2 separate regions of the Mus musculus genome follow, and region 1 is linked to region 2. A link is a contact called in public Hi-C data. All regions are on one chromosome and are shown on one strand. The core of a region is the stretch at or near the end of the contact, and the rest is flanking DNA. Distances in the headings are between cores, read along the strand shown.

What was found. A called contact is a pair of places that touch in the nucleus more often than the background predicts.
Region 1: a Hi-C map of cerebral cortex shows a contact between it and region 2, with 4 times the contacts expected there. The contact joins two enhancer-like sites. A contact is called at or near these places in 2 of 39 promoter capture datasets (hippocampal neurons and liver) and 2 of 484 Hi-C or Micro-C datasets (cerebral cortex and forebrain).

What each region holds. Positions count from the first base shown.
Region 1 is chr17:9,678,843-9,682,566 of GRCm38.p6, forward strand. No RefSeq gene overlaps it. Among named protein-coding and RNA genes, the nearest start is that of Pabpc6, 11 kb to the left of the region's middle. Within about 2 kb of position 2,134, at least 38 of the 459 cell types and tissues checked have an H3K27ac peak or open chromatin away from gene starts, as enhancers often do. A contact at or near this core is called in cerebral cortex, where this site is marked.
Region 2 is chr17:9,290,461-9,293,823 of GRCm38.p6, forward strand. No RefSeq gene overlaps it. Among named protein-coding and RNA genes, the nearest start is that of 6530411M01Rik, 120 kb to the left of the region's middle. Within about 2 kb of position 1,786, at least 8 of the 459 cell types and tissues checked have an H3K27ac peak or open chromatin away from gene starts, as enhancers often do. A contact at or near this core is called in cerebral cortex, where this site is marked.

The DNA.
Region 1 (3,724 bases), core at 884-3,383, 390 kb after region 2:
CCCAGAACTCTCATCTACAAACTCAGACACATGTATGTGCACAAGGAGAATGTCAGGTGGGGATGGGGGCTGAAATGTCTTTGAAACAGGGGATGTCAAGAAAAGTAGTGTGCCACCAACCCACAATCAGGTGGAGTTGGGTGGGGATAGTGATGTCGATTCCCTTCATAGCCTCAGGGGAAAAAAAATCAGCCAATGACTTGATCTCAGACTATAGCCTCATAAACATTAAGTTCTACTGTCCAAGCTACTTGATGTGTGATAAGCTGTCATGGCTACCTTCAGAAGTATGGACACATTATCAAAAGTCTTTGGATGAGTATCAATCTAAACCATGCACACAATGAGTTCACAATGGCTAAAGCCTCCTGAATTCTTCAAGGATCTAGGCAAACAGAAATAATCTATTCCACTTATATAGAATTTTCACAGAAAAAGAAATTACAGATTTTTTAAAATTTTTTATTAGATATTTTATTTAGATTTCAAATTTTATCCCCTTTCCTGGTTTCCCCTTTGAAGACTCCCTATCCCATCCCCCTCTCCCTGCTCACTAACCCACCCACTCTCGCTTTCCTGTTCTGGCATTCCCCTACACTGGGGAATCAAGCTTTCATAAGACCAAGGGCCTCTTCTCTCATTGATGTCCCACAAGGCCATCCTCTGCTGCATATGCAGTTGGAGCCATGGGTCCCTTCATGTGTATTATTGGTTGGTGGTTTAGTCCCCAGGAGCTCTGGAGGTAATGGTTGGTTCATATTGTTGTTACTCCTATGGGGCTGCAAACCCCTTCAGCTCCTTGGGTCCTTCTCTAGCTCCTCCATTGGTGACCCTGTGCTCAGTCCAGTGGATGGCTGTGAGCATCCACTTCTGTTCTTGTCAGGCACTGGCAGAGCAGGAGACAACTATATCAGGCTTCTGTCAGCAAGCACTTGGCATCCACAGTAGTGTCTGGGTTTGGTAACTGTATATGGGAAAAGATTTTTCTAAGGTAGTTGTGACCGCCTTTCACACCAAAATTTCACGAGCTGAGCTTAGGACTGTAGCATCTGAGTGTGTGGCTATGACTCATGGAGTGTGTGTGTGCATACACACAGGGAGGGTGTGTGTGTGTGTGTGTGTGTGTGTGTGTGTGCATACACACAGGGAGGGTGTGTGAGTGTGTGTGTGCATACACACAGGGAGGGTGTGTGTGTGTGTGTGTGTGTGTGTGTGTGTGCATACACACAGGGAGGGTGTGTGTGTGTGTGTGTGTGTGTGTGTGTGTGTGCATACACACAGGGAGGGTGTGTGTGTGTGTGTGTATGTGTGTGTGTGTGTATGTGCATACACACAGGGAGGGTGTGTGTGTGTGTGTGTGTGTGTGTGTGTGTGCATACACACAGGGAGGGTGTGTGTGTGTGTGTGTGTGTGTGTGCATACACACAGGGAGGGTGTGTGTGTGTGTGTGTATGTGTGTGTGTGTGCATACACACAGGGAGGGTGTGTGTGTGTGTGTGTGTGTGTGTGTGTGTGCATACACACAGGGAGGGTGTGTGTGTGTGTGTGTGTGTGTGTGTGTGTGCATACACACAGGGAGGGTGTGTGTGTGTGTGTGTGTGTGTGTGTGTGTGTGCATACACACAGGGAGGGTGTGTGTGTGTGTGTGTGTGTGTGTGTGTGTGTGTGTGTGTGTGCATACACACAGGGAGGGTGTGTGTGTGTGTGTGTGTGCATACATGTGCACATGCATGATGTATGTGCATGTATGTATGTATGTTCATGTGGATACATGTGGTTTCCTCCAAGGCTAAAACACAACCACATTCAACAACAAAGCTTTTCCTACGATGGAAAAGCTTCTGATATTGTCACTGCCATCAGTTCCATTTTACACTGCTTATGTCACCACACCCACACTAAAACCTCTACTTCTGCAGAGAACAGTCCTCCGAGAAGCCAAGCCAGGATCATCCAAATGTCTGGCTTTAACATAACACGGTTGTGGGTAACCAGTGGCCGCTGCCATTTTTGCAAACCAGTGCTTAGGAAGCACTTTATTTTGGTGGCCAAGTGTTCTGCTTTGCTAGTTTACTCAGAGGGGTTCTTCTCCCTCAGGCCAGTGCAGCACGCTGCATCTCCCATCTAGACGCTCGAATATGTATGAGGGGGTGACAAAGACTGATCTGTCTGTGGAGAACTGAAATGTGAGCGTCTGCCACAATGCTCCTGAAAGAAATTAGACTCATCAGCTGGAATGATTCATAATGATGCCTGTGTTTGCTCTCAGAATGTTAAGGGAATCGACCACCCACTTCATCGTCAAATGAACTTTTTTATTTCACCCTACAAACCCCTATTCTCTCAATAATATAGATTTTTTAATAGACATATCTCTCCAAACGGTCCCACCAGCTCAAGCAAAGACAAATTATAACGAGCTAATATTTTTTGATTAATGCTAGGTTTTGTACCTGAACTCAGGAGCATAAATATCTCCTTTAAAGTGATACTGCCTGCAAATAAGATCAAATCAAATTCCAAAGCACTTTGTTAATGAAAAGTATTGATTTTTATACCATTTGGTCCAAACCACTGCCAATTTCCATGCATTTGCCATCCTTTTGAACAATGAGCTTATGCCATTAAGACCTGCAGATGCCCTTCCATTCCTCCTTCTCCATGGCTTGCTCTTTTCTCCTCTCAAGATCCAGGACTCAGCTCTATGTCTCCTTGTGCCTGTTCTCCAAGGATCTCCATCATCCCCTACAGCATGGAAAATTACTCCTAGGTGGGCAGCTTTCCCATCATCATCTCTGCAAAACACTGAAGTGGGTGACTTATCTTTTCTAGCTTCTTCTCACATTACCCTCACTCTTCTTCTACAGTCTGAGGGCTGAGAGCCTACTGTCAAAGTCTAATTGCCTTCAGAAACCTAGACAAACATCCAAGTCAAACTTTCTAACACCCCCCCCGGCCCCCCGGCCTTTTCAGGTAATCTCCATACTGTCTTGCAATCCAGACAAACTGACTGTCATGCTTCAGTTTCAGAGGTCAGTGTCACCACAGAGTGTTGTGTTTTGAAGGATGCATGAGGTAGAGTAAGCTGGGTAGGTGCTGGGGCACAAGTTGACTTGGGCAACTGAGTATAACCCATCAAAGCTAAGCCAGTGACTATAGAAAAATCACAGAAAATTCACTGGGTGTGCACTTCCATGTGCGTGTGTGCGTGTGTGTGTGTGTGTGTGTGTGAGTGAGTGTGTGTGTAGCTTGTGGAATAGGCTAGCCTGGATAACCAGGAAGCTTCAGGGTTTGGCCTTTCTCTACCTCTACAATGCTGGGGTTGCAAGTTTGTACCACCACTCCTGGATTTCATAGTGTTGGCTTTGAATTGAATTCAAGTTCTCAAGTTTTCATGGAGGATACTGGGCCATCTCAACAGGCTACCAACATTATGCCCTTAGGTCGTAACTATACATCATGTGTGACATCTCATGTGAATCTAACACTTATTTGGCTTCAGTGTATTTATACTTTCACCACCTAGGTTATAAACTCCCTAAGAAATGCTGAAACAAAGGTTTGCTTAGATACCTGGGAAGGTGTGCTGGTTAGCTTTTGACAACTTGACATGAATCTAGATATATCTATGAAGAGAGAAACTCAGTTTGGGAAATGCTTCAGTCAAATTGGCCTGTGGGGCATTTTCTTAATTGCTAATTAATATATAAGGGCTTATCCCACT
Region 2 (3,363 bases), core at 536-3,035:
TTGTTAACATAGTAACATTCTTTAAAGGCCTTGTATAGCTGGCTGTACAGGTTTGTGAAGTAGACAAACTGTTAGTCTAGACTTGGTTTGCTTCCACATTTTGGAAACCATTTTATCCTACATATTTATTAACATTCATTTGCATGGATGTAGAGGACTGAAGTTTAATAAGATTGCTGTACATTTTGCTAACCCATCCTCATCCTTACTGTTTGGTTTCAAACCCAGGACAATGGACTGGGATGCATATTTTGCATATCAGAGCAGACATGGCTTCCGGGTTCTCCCAGCATCACTCAGTCCCTACCTGGCATACCCTGCTCCCCAGCCCTGAAATGTCCAACCTAGAGGCTGGGCTGCCCTTCCCCCAGAGGCTCTTCCCTATATAATCCAGCCATTTTAGTTTTTCCCTATCTGCCCTCTCGCTGCACAAGGGCTGGGGCTCACTCTTTGTCTCTTCCCCCACCCCCTCCCCTCTCTCTCCCTTCCCACAGTGACTTCCCTGGCCTCTTTCCTTAGGGCCAGTGAACTCACCAGCCCAGAGCAGTTTCCCAAGAAACCTGCATTTAATATACTCGAATCTGGCTTGAATTGGCTCATTTCATCGGTGGAGAAATAACTTATCACTCACTTCTAGCTTTGCATGGGCTGATGTGTGGACATGGATTCATTTACACACACAACTCTTCCATATCATGCACTTATTACAACTTTCCCCTGAGCATCCTGAGAGTCTCATTATTGCGATGTCTAAGGAAACATCTCTTTTCAACTTATTTTTGTCACTATATTTTGAATATTCCCATTTCTCTGTCTACAGTGGCACACAGAGATGTCTCATTATCTGCCTTGTTTAGGCAGTGATTAACACATCATTAACATAGGAAGAGTTGGGAAAATTGCTAAAGACTGTTGAAAAGTGTAGTAACTGTTAATAGTCACCAACTGTTCATAAGGCACTTAGCTTAATTTGTTAGGAACCATAGTGTTTGGAGCATCACCAATTTGGATGACATTTTGCCAGCAGTAATGGCCCTTTTGCTCTTAGGCTTGTGACTGGTGTCCACCCGGGGTCAGGAAGGATTTTTCCCCATGCTAAGGCTTTATGGTTGGGGGCATCATAGGGGTCTTTTGCTTTCTTCCATAACATCTGGCACCAGCTACTGCTATGCACAGATCTCCTAACTCAATGGGCCATTCCTTTTCCTGCAGAAAGCTTTGTCAATTTTAAAAGAGCACTCAGGGGTGTCTATAATTGAGGCCATGTGTTATCAATTAGAGAGGAGAGAGAAATTAGTTTTTTCTTAGCTCATTCCCAGCTCCCATGAGGAGACTTTTGTCCTAAAATAAACGTAGCACGATCTGAGGCTGTCAGGTCAAGGGCCTCCGCTGACCTTTGGTGACCTTGCCAGATTCCCATGAAGTTACCCTTGTGTCCCCGGAATGGGTAGGCCAAAGATTTCCTGCACCTAAGTGTCACCCAGACACACAGCACCTACCTCTTCCAGAGGCACAGCAAGCAGCTGCTGCTTTGTATAATTTTAGGAGTGCTAAGCAGTTTCCTCTGGCCCTAAATAATTCCTCCTTCCTAACTTTAGCAGCTCATTTCCAATGTGAAATTACTTTCCAATTTCAAGAATCCTTTGCTGCCGTGTCCAGAGAGTAACATCTTGGGAAAACTCACTTTTGGTCTGATGAGGACTATTTATACTGAATAAGCCCAGTCCTGGAGATTTCTAGTGCATAGCACCTGGGTGCGTGTTGAAGGGTAAAAGGGAATTAAAAGGATGCATGGGATCTCACTGCATGGGGGCAGGGAAGATGGAGCGGGAAACCAATGAAGGGCACGGTACCCTTCTGCTGTAAGAATTGGCAGCCGAGTAGAGAACTTAGGGCTCAGTAGGCTCTGGGATCCACAATCAGTTTCTTCTACAGAGCAGCATGGCCCATTGCCCACTGTGTTTCTGTGAAAATCTGCTCCTGATACCACCCCTCTCCTCTTACCGTCTCCCAGAAGCACTGTCAGTCCTTCCATATGCCCTGTGGCTCCATCTCCATTGTCCCACTTTACACTGGCCCAGATGGACTCGCCCCCACTTTTCAGTTCCAGCATTCTGCTGTTTTTAGAGAACGGAACTCTGTTTTCCTAAATGCACGTAATAGTACCCAACACACAGTGTGAGCACGGTAAAACACTTCTGGAAAGGAGGCCTTTATAAATGTGCTGTTTTGCTATTTAAAATATTGTTTTGATGCACTGCTAGTGTTTCAATAGTTAACTTAGGTATGTAGACAGTATATGACATGTTGACTGATAAGAAATCAGAAGCCCCTGGGCACACCACAGTAATCCCTGGACTGTGTAGATGGCTGTGTGAAGACCTCATGAACTAACATAATGGTTTACATTGAATGAGCCTGTCTGATCTTGCTCTTCTAGAGGACTGTGCCACAAGGGACTGGGCCTGTTACAAATACCCACAGAATACCTGGTTGGAACAGTATGTTTCTAACTGTGAAGTTACAACATTGAATGGCACAAGCACAGCCTTCCTGAAGCTTCTATTCCAATAGGAAGAAAACGTAGGAAATTAAATATATTCTGCCAGATAGCACTGAAGAATATGAAGAGGCCTAAGCAAAGAGAGTCCTGGGATAGGACATTCCATCAGGGTTCAGCTCTTCAGTGGAGCTTTGGAAGTAATTTCATCCTACAGGTTGCATAGAATGGAAGATGCCACAGACTGTGGCTTCAGAAGGCAGTGCATTCTTCACATACCAACAAGGTGAGCATACTCAAACTAGTGCACCCACCTTCCTCTTCAGAAAAAGGCACTCCATGGAAAGGAACCCCTGACACTCTGTAATGCCTGCCTCTTGTGGAGTGAAGGCTTAGCATCATCGGTTACTACCTATAACATTATGGTTGTAATAGAATCTCAGACTTTAAAGAGCAACAAGAAGGCAGGAGTAACAGATGCAGGGAGCGACAAGATACACTGACTTGGAAAGGATAGGCCCAAGAGAGCATGCTGCTTCAGGGAAGGGAGGTCATGGTAGAGGAGTTACATTTACCTTTTCTGGAGAGACAGGAACAAATACTGATTTGCTCCAGATTGGGTGCAAATCAATGACTAACCAACATAAGAAACCCAGCCCTGTTGGTTAGAATAGAAATGCCATCCATAGGCTCAGACATTTGAAACTCTGTCCCTAGTTGGTGGTGCTCTTCAGAAGGTTTAGAAGGTGTGGCTTTACTGGTGGAAGTCCGACTCTGAGGGTGGGCTTTAATAATATGTAGCTTTGTCCCACTTCCTGTTGACCTCTGTTGTGGGTTGTGATGTGATCTCTCAGCTTCCTGCT